2 separate regions of the Pan troglodytes genome follow, and region 2 is linked to region 1. The links are chromatin contacts, called in public Hi-C maps. All regions are on one chromosome and are shown on one strand. Each heading gives the region's core, a stretch centred on a gene start, on an enhancer-like site or on the middle of the called end of the contact. The rest is flanking DNA. Distances are from core to core; before and after follow the strand shown. Region 1 holds the start of ETAA1 (ETAA1 activator of ATR kinase). Region 2 has its middle 140 kb from the start of MEIS1.

Region 1 (5,857 bases), core at 2,165-4,664:
GCATACTTCCTTCAGAGAAGACACTAAGCAAAAATGTTCTCTGGATTTAAATGTTAAATAAGAAAAAGAGAACAAAAAGTAAAGAAGTTCAGAACAGTTTCACGTATTGAGCCTTTGCTTCTTAGTAATTATAATATTAGAGTTACTGGATTGCTTTGTGTCAAATGATTGACTTGAACATATTTCTATTTCACTCAAACAATACAAGAACAGAAATGAAAAAAAGAAACGAAACACTCAAAAAAAAATTTTTTTTTAAGAGACGGGGTCTTAAACTCCTGGCCTCAAGCAATCTTCCTGCCTCAGCCTTCCTCCCAAAATGCTGAGATTACAGGAATGAGTCACCATGCCTGTCCAAGAAAAAAAAAAAAAACCTTTGGAGATGGTTCTATTACAGTAACAACCTTAACGTAACCTTACAATTATAGCACTCTATAGTTTACAAAGAATTTTTATCTAGTTTAATCCTCATAATGATCCAATGAAGACAGCAAGAGCAACACAATAATTCTAGTTCATGGCTGAATGAACTGAAGTGGTGAGAGTTTAAATAACTTGCACTGGGTCACACAGCATAGGAGGTTGAATGAGGACTAAATTTGAATTCAGTGCTCTCCACTTTTGTAAGTGTTTCTTGATAATCTTATAAGTCAATGAGTATTATTAGTTTCAATGGGGAAATGTTACAGACAGGAAGTACCAATCACAAAACAATCATAGAAGTATAAACTTTTTTCACTGCCTTATTCTATTATTTTAGCAACTTGAAAAATGATGTTGTATGTTGTTAAGCACAACATTACAGATAAACACAATGCCCTAGTCAAAAATTACTCTAAAAAATTAAAACAAGATATATACTTAAGAAAATATCTTGTATTTTATATTATATTCCTTTTTTCAAAATATGTATTTCAAAAGTAGAAAAAGCAAAACAGTAATCTTTGCTGCCTTATTTTTGGAAAAAAGAATTATAATAGACAATACTTTTCATTTAAAGAAACTACAAAAACTTAGTGGCACATTCTTCACTGTTTTAAAACAAACTGTAAAACTAGTGATATTTACCTGAGGAGCAATACGATTAACAATATGTGAAATCTCATCACTATCTGTGGTGTAAATCTGTTTTTTTCTTCCTTTACCTAAAGAAACAAAGACATTTCTATAAATTTTAAACAAAAAACCCTCAATTTTAAAAAACAGCTGTCACTTCTTAGAAAGTAATTTTATTTAGTGCAGCTTAGAGGATTATGTGTTTACATCACATACTTATACAGATAAAATCATATAACATTCTCAGAGGTTCCCGATGCTATTATCTGACTAGAATTCTAGTTAAATCTGAATCATTTATCAAATATTTACTCACATAAAAAATGTTAATAATTAATTACCTAACTGCTTTGTCAATGGAGAATTCTGATCCCAAAAGATATCATTCTGTCCATCTGGATCATTAGGAGAACTGAAGGAAGATGACAGTGAGTCCATTTTCAGCGCTCTCTTTGGTGTTTCATACCTTTCTATATAAAATATGAGTAAAATAACAATTGTTGCATTTTAAAGCATTACCTTACTTCGTAAGACCCCAAGGTCAAATAGCTGAGACTAACTTTTATAGTCCAAGATAATTTTTTTTCCCAGAGATAATTACCTGAACCGTAACAGAAATGCTTGTTTCACATAAAAATCCACGCGGCACTTCGCAAACTTCACATTGTAAATAGCAAACACTTCTAGATAATCCAGAAGCTTTATGAATGCATAATACAATACTGTATAACCTAAGTCATTCTATTTATTACCATTGAGTCTTGGAGGCTTTGGGGAACCATCTGTAATTTATAGGTACATTCAAAAATCCAAAGTAACCCAACAGAAACCTAAATATGTTTAGCCCCCTTTCACCAACTCTATCTAATCTACATTAATTGCCATTCTTCAAAAACCATTAGTGATCCAATGCTTGGGAATTTTTGTCTAGAATCACTTTCAAATTTTTATAAAGATTTTTGTTCATTCCCAAATTGCTTTATAGGAGTATTATTAAAGACATGTAAGGTGGCCGGGCGCGGTGGCTGTAATCCCAGCACTTTGGGAGGCCGAGGCGGGTGGATCACGAGGTCAGGAAATCGAGACCATCCTGGCTAACACGGTGAAACCCCTGTCTCTACCAAAAATACAAAAAATTAGCCAGGCGAGGTGGCACACGCCTGTAGTCCCAGCTACTTGGGAGGCTGAGGCAGGAGAATCGCTTGAACCCGGGAGGCGGAGGTTGCAGTGAGCCGAGATTGTGCTACTGCACTCCAGCCTGGGTGACAGAGCGAGATTCTTTCCCAAAAGAAAAAAGACACGTAAGGTAAAAAAAAAAAAAAAAAAAAAAAAAAAAAGCACTATTTCAAGAACATGCTCCAGAATAAAGGCTTTTGTATGAGTTTCAGTTCCAACTAAGATTTACTAGAAGTCTTTTAAAAAGTAACACCTAAAACTAATCGAGACGAAAGAGATCCTTAGTATCTTATTTGGAGGGATGTTACACACAGGAACTTCCGGTTTATTCACAATGAGGTGAGACATCTACCAGGCTTTGAGACAAACTTTTAACTTTTCCTATGAACTCTTCTCTAAAGCAGGTCACGGGGAAAAAAAGGGTTTAAAGAGAACTAACTTCTCCGGGCAAAAACTGAGGTTAGCGGGCCTATCAGCTGTTTCTTCTCACTCCACCACTGCTGCTGACTGGAGGAGCAGCCTGGAAAGCAGCCGCCCTCCCGCAAACAGGTAAACCACATTACCTATTCCTGTGGCGGAGGCAAATGGATGGTCAAACCTAACGGGGTAGTGCTTAAGTTCGGGGACAAAAGCCCATCGGGGAGTGGTATAGGATTATTTTTGGACTCTCGAGGGGTGAATCCCAGAGACAGAATACACGCTCCAGACTCCACCCCCACCCCAGATTTCCCTGTTGCAAGCTGGGCTGTGGGGATGCGGCGCCGAACCCAAGGCAGGCCGCGCTGCCGACGTCTCACCCTCGGGGTTACTTTTACTGCACAAGGCGGCGGTCGGAGGCTGCTCTCGCTGCCGCACTGGCCCGGGAGGCCCCTCTCTAGCCCCGCAGGGCCACGAACCGCGGGCCGATCTCAGCCGCCTCCTCCCTGGCTCGACCACCGAGCCGCATTCCTCCGCCGCCGCTGTTTTGTGCGGCGTTTTCTTCGGGCTAGGGCTGTCATCATGTTTCCTTCGCCGACTCATTGCCTATGGCCCGCCTCCACCAGCCGCTTCTTCTTTCACATTTTGCAAAGGGATGAGTAGGGCAACAGCACTACAAACCGCACCCGGCACCAACGGCAGCCGCCATTTTGGTCGGTGGGGCGCGCGCAAGATGCGGCCGCTGATTGGCTGGGTCCGGGAGAGGGGCGGAACTGTTAAGGTGCCCAGGGCGCGCGCACTTCCGCAGCCGGGACAGGAGCCTGCTCTGGAGGAGTGTCTAGGCTCAAAATCCTCCAGACTGGTGGGGGTTGTTCGGGTAGTAGTCGAGAGTGGGAGCTTGTGAGTTGGAAAGGAGATTGAATACACTAGCAACTTTTTATTGAATTTACAACGAAAATTGCACGTTAGTCAAATTCAGATTATTGAGAGTCTTCGAATTTCTCAAGAAGAGGAAATACAGCTAATTTTTCATAGATGATATGTGCATAGAAAAATCCAAAAGAAAGTAGAAAAAATTACTAAATTAATTTAGAGTTGCTGGATACAAAGTCAATATTCAAAGACCAATGTGTTTCAATAGATTAGCAACAAATATAAAATTGAAGTTTTAAAGAGGTACTATTTATAATAGTGCATGAGATAGCAAGTAACTAGGAATAAGTTAAAGATTGTCCTTCCTACAAAGAGAACTATAAAACATTTTTGAGGCCGGGCGCCATGGCTCAAGCCTGTAATCCCAGCACTTTGGGAGGCCGAGGCAGGCGGATCACGAGGTCAGGAGTTCAAGACCAGCCTGGCCAGCATGGCGAAACCCCGTCTCTACTAAAAATACAAAAAATTAGCCGGGTATGGTGGTGCGTGCCTGTAGTCCCGGCTACTGGGGAGGCCAAGGCAGGAGAATTGCTTGAACCTGGGAGGCGGAGGTTGCAATGAGCCGAGATTGCGCCACTGCACTTGCAGTGAGCCGAGATCGCGCATCTGCACTCCAGCCTGGGCGACAGAGGGGGACTTCGTGTAAAATAAGTAAATACATACATACATACATACAAAAATTAGCCAGGCGTGGTGGCGGGTGCCTGTAATCCCAGCTACTCGGGAGCTGAGGCAGAGAATTGCTTGAACCCGGGAGGTGGAGCTTGCAGTGAGCCGAGATTGCGCCACTGCACTCCAGCCTGGGCAACAGAGCAAGACCCTGTCTCAAAAAAAAAAAAAAAAATTTTTTTTTGAAAGAAAACGAAGACCTAAATAAATGGTTACCCTATGTTCATGGGTTGTGAGACTCAATATTGTTACAATGTCAGCTATTTCCAAACTGACCTATAGATTCAACATAAATACATATGAAGGCCCAGTGTGTGACTGTGTGTGTGTAACATGGTAAGTCTTTTCTAAAATTTATATGAAAATGCAAGGGACCAAAATTATCAATAAACTCTTGAAGATCTCTCGAAGAATAATGAGGGTTGATATCTACCAGGTATCAAGACTTATGTAAAGTTATAGTAATTAAGACAGTGTTATGATGGTGTCAGGATAGACAAAGATGAAAGAAACAGGATAGCACAGAAACAGACTTCCATATAAATGAACACGATTTAAGACAAAGGTGACCCTTCTGAGCAATGGTAAAAGGACTTTTGAAATTAAATAGTGCTTGGTCTATTTGATATTCATGTAGAAAAAGAAAGAAACATGACCTTTACCTCAAACTTTATCCCCAAATCAAGTGCATATATATTCATTATAAATTTAATTGTAAAAGATAAAATAACATTTTAGAAGGTATAAATTGTCTTCATGACAGAGAACGCATTTGAAATAAAACAAAGGTCACCAGGCATAATTATAAATGTGACTACACAAAATTGATAATTTGGGAACTTCTGTCCATTCAAAAACAACATTAAAGAGAAGGAAGGGCAAGGCACAAATTGGGAGAAAATATTTATAAGACATATTTAAGGGCCTATATATAGGTTATATGAAGAACTGATACAAATCACTAAGGAAATGATGACTGTCAAAACCAAAAGTGGATGAGACCCTTGAGCAGGATCTTCACAAGAGAAAATATTATCAACAAACTTATGGAAAAATCAGATTCATTTTTAATCAGGAAAATGCAAATGAAAACCATATCAGAATGGCTAAAGTTAAAAAGACTGACAATATAGGTATCGAGGCAGTAAACCAATGGAAGCTGTCATGTACTGCTGGTGAGAGTATAATTTGGCACAACCACTTTGGAAACCAGTTTTTGATCTAGCAATCCCACTCTGAGGAATATTCTCTGTTTAAATGCATGGACTTGTTCATCAAGATACAGTTTATAAAAATGCTTTGGTGGGATGCAGTGGCTTATGCCTGTAATCCCAGCACTTTGAGAAGCCGAGGCAGGTGGACTGCTTGAGCCCAGGAGTTTGAGACCAGCCTGGGCAACATGGCGAAAACCCATCTCTACAAAAAATACAAAAAATTAGCTGGGCATTTTGGCGCATGGCTGTAGTCCCAGCTACTAGGAAGGAGAATCACTTGAGCCCAGAAGTTGACTTGCTGTGAGTTATGATTGTGCCACTGCATTCCAGCCTGGGCAACAGAAAAAAAAAAAAGAAAAAACAAAGAGGAAGAAAAATGCTTTTAGCAGTAA
Region 2 (5,857 bases), core at 2,324-4,823, 820 kb after region 1:
TGTTACTGGGATATTTCTGCTCAACTAAATACTTGCCTTAATAGACAAATGAACTTCTTTTTATTTGCTGGAGTTTGTAGATGGTTTTAGATAACAGTGTGCAACTGATTTAGTTATTGTTGTTGTGAGAATCGAACAGCCACAAAAGTCATTTCTCTAAACTGAAGAGATATGACTCTGTAAAAGGGAGAAGCAAGGGCAGAATCATGGGGAATTATTTCAGTTTATAGCTATTATTAATTAAACTGGATGTGGTTTTATTCTGATCTTTTAGTACCGACCTTGTTAAAAGCTCCCAGCTACCTGCCTTTTTCCCCTCATCCCCAATTTTTTTTTCTATTTATTAGGACTCACGTGGATTGGGATTGCCTTTTCTGTATTATATTACCAAGAAGTTACAGTGTAAAATCTCATGCACCTTCAGACGATCGCACCCCTCCCAGGGGGTAAAAAAAAAGAAATGCTTTTTTTTCATTCAGTTTTAGCATCTTGTTTCGTTGAAATGCAAGACAGGTACTTGATTTAGCATTTAAGCAAAAGGTTACACAAACCGCGTTTTAGAAAGTGTTGGGATGTCCGACAGGGTCAGCCCTAGATCAGATCATTTTTTGAATGCAGACCTAAAGATAATGAGTACTTGTTGTATTAAAGGGGACAAACAGTACTTTGGCTTCCTCTGACCCCAGAATGCACGGCTCGGTTTCATTGATCATCCTCCTTTATGAGATAATGCAATTACAAACATCAATAAGGGGCTGCAAGGGGAATCATTATGCGGTGACAGTGATAAATGACGGTGCAGAAATAGCATGCTTTTCCCCCCTAACAATCCAGGAGCCCAGGGGCTCCGGGGGCTGAACACAGTCGCCAAGGAAACAGATGACATCCCAAACGGCACCAAAAGAAAAAAAATGAACAGTCTTTCTTTGCCTTTCACTCTTTTCCGTCTTCCAAAGAGTTAGTTTTGGCTCAAGCAGCAGCTGCTACACAAGGCATTTCGTTATTTCAAACATTAAAGGCTGGAACGGGCAGTGGGAGTCTCCTCCCCTTTCATCCCCACCCCCACTAGATAACACACAAAGCTCGCTGTTCACAGTTTAGGACTACCTGAAAATGCACGTCTCAAAAATCAGATTGGGATGGGGTGGAGGGGCCTCGGGAACGTGGATTTGCACAGCCCTTGCGTTGTGTTTCCCCTGCTTTTGTCCAGTGGAAACTGAGTCTCCAGAACAAGCTGGCGCCTCGCGGGTCGGCCAGTAAGGGAACGGGTGCGCGTGGCTCGCCTCCATCTCCCCGCAGTGCCAGACGCTGCTCTGTGCCAAGGCGGGGGCTGAGGAGCAGGCGACTGCTGAGGGTGTTTGCTGCTGTGCTGGGTTTCTTTGGGATGGAGTTATCAATGGGCGCAGAGATCGTCCCTAAATCGAGAAATCTGGTTCTTTAAAGCCTCAGGGTGCCCTCAGCAAGCGGCTTTAAAAGGGCCTCACTGAACATTCCCCACCCCACCCATGCCCAGAAAGGTGGGCGAGGTAGATGGGCGCAAAAAGGCGTCGGGCTACCAGACTTCTGCGACGGCCCTGAGGCAGCAGGGGACTAGGAGAGGGGCAGAACCTCTGGACACTAGGTGGAGAAGGGGAACTTGCCACTTTGGGGGAGGGGAGGAGGAAGAGAGAGTACTGAGATGTGAGGGAGGCCTAGGAAGAAAGGCAGAGGGAGGGGAGAAGGAAAGCAAGCAAAAGCAATCCCACCCTTACAGGAGGTCGTCACCCCGCGGAAAACAGACACAGGGTTTCTGACCCCTGCCCGGTCCGCCTCGGCGTGGAGCTAGGGACCCCCGCTCGGCGCTCCCTGCCACACACGGCCCCCACCGGGAGGAGCGGGCCAAGCGGGTGCCAGAAGCAGGTGACTTTATTCACTGCTTCCCCAATCGGCGAGGTCCCGGGACTCGTTTTCCGCCTGGAGATTAAGATCATTGCTCGCGTAATGGCCTTAATGCTTTAGGGTAGAGGTGAGTGTGTCTGCGAGTGGGCAGGGGTAGAAATTACCGACCCGATCGATGGGAGACTGGCTTAAAACTAAATCCCTTTTCTCCAGGGCTTCACCGCCCGGGTTTCCCCTCAGTGGGCTGAGAGCGCCGGGATGCCAGGAGGCAGCGCGCGGAGGGGTGACCCGTGGGGCGCGGCAAGCCAGAATCAAGGCCCTAAAAATGCTTCCCCCATCTCCCCACTGAGACCCCCAGGGTACTATTTTCAGAGCAAAGGCGCTTTAAAGCTCAGATGTTGGCGAACTGATTGCTCAATACGTTGTTTGTTTTTCCTTTCAGCTCCGCCTAGGGAGAGAATGTTTCAGACTCCTTGGCGGGTAGAGCGGGCCGAAAAGGGAGCCCTCCCTCTCCCAGCCATCAGCTGTCTTCCTCAGGTCCCCGACCCCCCCTTTCTCGCTCACTACTTTTTCCCCAAACCCTGGGATTCCCAGGCTCCTGTAGTCTCCGCACCGTGGCCACCTTAAGTGAAACGCGCCGCTAGCAGCCAGTGGGTAAGGCATGGCATGGGAGACGAGAATGAGACAAGGAAAAGTGCCCAGCCAGGCAGGGCGCCCCACTACCCAGTTCCACGCCTCTCTCCATCGGCGTCCAAGCGCCTACCCGGGAGCTTTGCAGCATGAAGTTACGTTTTTACTGCCTTCCCGTGGGCCAAGGGCCTGAGGGTATCCGAAAGGCTGGGGAAATTTGCAGAGCTTTTAAACTGATCCTGAGGAGCTTCTGCCTAAGGCGTCGGGGTGCTGTCTACGGCTTCCCGGCTGCGGCTCCAGACTCCGGCACTCTCCTCCCAACGCCCTCCTAGCGGGCCGTGCACGCGTTCCATGTGCCCCCCAGCCCCCAGGCTCTCTGGGTCGCGCTCCCAGGGCCACTATGGGACTCTGGAGTCTGGGGCCCCCGATGTGGCAAAGTCTATTAGGAAGTCTCCGGGCTACTACAAAGCACTCCGTGAGGTTCCGAGGAAAGAGCGCCCGGACCTGCACCCAGGAGGTGCCTCTCCACAACCTCCTTCGCAGACCCCTGGTCGCCCCATCTCCAGAGACAAAGTCAACAGTCCCTTAGACTAGACTCTCAGATGGGGGTGAGGGCAGGAGGGTAAGGCAGGCGCCCGTGCAACCACCTCCCCACCCCCCGCGGCCAGAGCTGTGGTCTCGGGGCAAAGACCTGCCCGCCCACGCACTGGGGCCTAGGCCGGGACCCAGCGCATCGAGGGACTCAGGGGTAGCCCGTCCTGGCTGGAGCTCTGCGCAGTTGCCCGCTGGATTTCCTCTCGGGGCACGGAGCCGGGCCCAACCCCAGGACTGGAGCCTATACCCTTCCGCTCCTCCCGCAGACTTGGGGGACACTGCACACAGCAACTAACCCCGATCGCAAAGTCGAGCGCGAGGTCTGCACGCCGCGTGGGAGACGCGAGAGGGAGGGGGAGGGCAGGGCTTGCGTTTTTCCTTTTCAGAATCCTGCGACTTCACTACGAAGTTTGCTGGTAGGCGCCTCTGCTCCGGGGTCGGAGCCTCCCACCAAGGCTCCTTCCCCTCCCCTTCTCCCCGCCCCCGCGAGCCGAAGCAGCCGCAGCCTCCACCAGGACCCGGCCGCCCGCTCGATCCCCCTGACCCGGACCCTGCGCCCAGGTTGCAGCGCCGCCCTCCCGGCCTTGCCCCCGGGCTCGGCTGGGGGCTCTTTTCCCCGGGGCGAAACTCGCCCGCCTGGCTCACTTCAAGGAGACACCCGCTGCCTCCCGAGGAACTCCTAATACCATCCATACAGCTTTAATGCGTTTATAATTCGATAAGTGATTTCAATTTGAAATTGTTAGTAACTAATTTTATGGGTAATTTTTCCACATCAAATATTTAAGCATCAGATTAAGGGAGCCAGTTCCGACACTGGATAATAAGGGGGTTTCCCCCACTCCCGCGCCTCCGCCTCCCTCCGTTTCCTACCGAGTCGTTTTTCGAAATCCCCAAAAGATGGCAGTCGAAGCCGACTTTCCTCTTTTCCTGTGGCTCTGCGAAGGGAGGGGGAGAGAGGAGGATGGGGGAGTGCGAGAGTGGGGGGCGGAGAGAGAGACAGAGAGAGAGAAGGAGGAGGAGGAGGAGAAGGAGAAGAAAAAAAAGGGGGAGAGAAAAGCTAGACGGTGCATGGACTTTTCAGACGAATTCTTTCACACGTTTCTAATACAAGCGAAAAGCAGTGGTGAATTTCCTGGAAAAGTCCTGGCAGAAATGAAAGCCAAAAAACGTGCCTTGTGGCCTCAGGGTACGGGATGTGAGAAACTCAGCACATTCAAGCTAAATCTTCATTTTAGAACAGGAGAGGGAGAGGGAGACCCAGAGAGGAACCGACTCGACTGACTTTAGGGTCTTTCTTTGTATTTTAACATTGTATATAAATACTACACAACTAGGCAACGTGTTTCCTCGAGGACGGGACTCTGCGCATTACATAATGAGGGGAAAGAGGTAGGGGTGGGGAAGGGGAAGGGGTGGGGGCAGACTGCAGCGGGCGGAGGGGAGACTGGGGCGAGCAGCGGATGAATTGCAGACCAGTTGCCAAAACTTTTTTTTTTTTCCCTGCTGCTGCTGCTGCGGCTGCCTTTGCTGCTGCCTTTGCTTTGAATGTGGGTAACTAGGAAACAGCAAGCCGTCTGAGAAGACGGAATTTCCAACGTGTAAAATGTTCTTAACGGAACCATTGAGCGAGTGCAATAAGGCGTGAGGGGGAACTAATCTTCCCATTTAAATGTTTGTGGCAATTTTATCTAAATGAATTTTAATGCTAAACGAGGGTAATTCCCCATTTGTAGCGCGTTTACTTCTCTTTCCTGTGCTTCTAAAGCAGTCGAACATCATGCAATGAACAATAACAATAAAAATACTGTCAAGGCATATTATTCATTTTGAATGTGTTATAATTACAGCTGATTAAATATGATAGGGTAAAATATTTTTAATTTTTTGAAAAAAATTTAAATCATATTAAAAAGTAGTCTCATTCAGCCAGAGCCAGCCCCCTTTCCACCCCCCCCCACCCCCCCACCACCAAATAAAAATAAAAACCAGGTACAATTTTGTGCCCTTGTTTAGAGGAGGGCGTTTTGTTTTTGCCTTTTAGGAAACATCAAAAACACTCTCAGCACCTCTATTATTTGCCTCTTTCGGATAAGTGTCCTCAATAACCTTCGAGCTGGCTCTGAAATTTACAAGAGGAAAAGCTAAAATAGCATTAAGAGGGGAGGGCATCGAGGCAGGGGAAGAAAGGAACTGCGAAGAGCGAGGCTCTCACCTAAATGGCTCACAGAGGGGGAACTCACGGAAATAGCAGTTTATTTTTTCTAATTCCTGGACACTGCTGATCTCGATTCTTCAGAATCACCATATTCCCTAACTACTCTTCACTTGTAAACCTCCCTCCCCTAGCGCCTCTCTCTTTCTCTCTGTCTCTCCCTCTCGCCTCTCTCCCTCTCCCCACCACACCTCCTCCCCTTTCTTTCCCTCCCCCACCCATCCTGAGCCTCCTCAGGAATAAAGGCTGAAAATAACCAACTCACCCGGGCATGTACTGGGGAGGAGGAGCAAATAGACAGTTAGTTTATAAAGTTTATTATTAATTTTTAAAGTAAATAAATGGTTGTTAACTGCTAGCAACCACCTATCAAAAGAGAATGATTTCACTCACATCGACTATTTAGGTAGAGGAAGAATTGCCACTAGGTCAACAAGGGAGATTTAAACAATCCCATCTATGGGCTGGGGACGGGTAGAGGCGCTGCCAGAGATGGCTGCAGTAGGCTGAGCCTTGCTCTCTGCGCATCCACGTGTTTAG

The links. Hi-C and Micro-C count contacts between places; a contact is called where the count stands out from the background.
Region 2: a Hi-C map of stem cell-derived neural progenitor cells shows a contact between it and region 1, with 6 times the contacts expected there. The contact joins the enhancer-like site here to the promoter of ETAA1 in region 1. A contact is called at or near these places in 1 of 7 Hi-C or Micro-C datasets (stem cell-derived neural progenitor cells) and 1 of 1 datasets of contacts at active chromatin or transcription factors (stem cell-derived excitatory neurons).

What each region holds. Positions count from the first base shown.
Region 1 is chr12:55,324,033-55,329,889 of NHGRI_mPanTro3-v2.0_pri, forward strand. It overlaps ETAA1 (ETAA1 activator of ATR kinase), which reads right to left and starts at 3,415. Exons shown (of 6, transcript XM_001167176.7): 1 at 3,030-3,415; 2 at 1,398-1,526; 3 at 1,069-1,145. The coding sequence starts at 3,252. LOC100612620 (a long non-coding RNA gene) reads left to right here and starts at 2,407. Exons shown (of 8, transcript XR_010149111.1): 1 at 2,407-2,781.
Region 2 is chr12:56,146,683-56,152,539 of NHGRI_mPanTro3-v2.0_pri, forward strand. No RefSeq gene overlaps it. Among named protein-coding and RNA genes, the nearest start is that of MEIS1, 140 kb to the right of the region's middle. Within about 2 kb of position 3,574, at least 11 of the 24 cell types and tissues checked have an H3K27ac peak or open chromatin away from gene starts, as enhancers often do. A contact at or near this core is called in stem cell-derived neural progenitor cells, where this site is marked.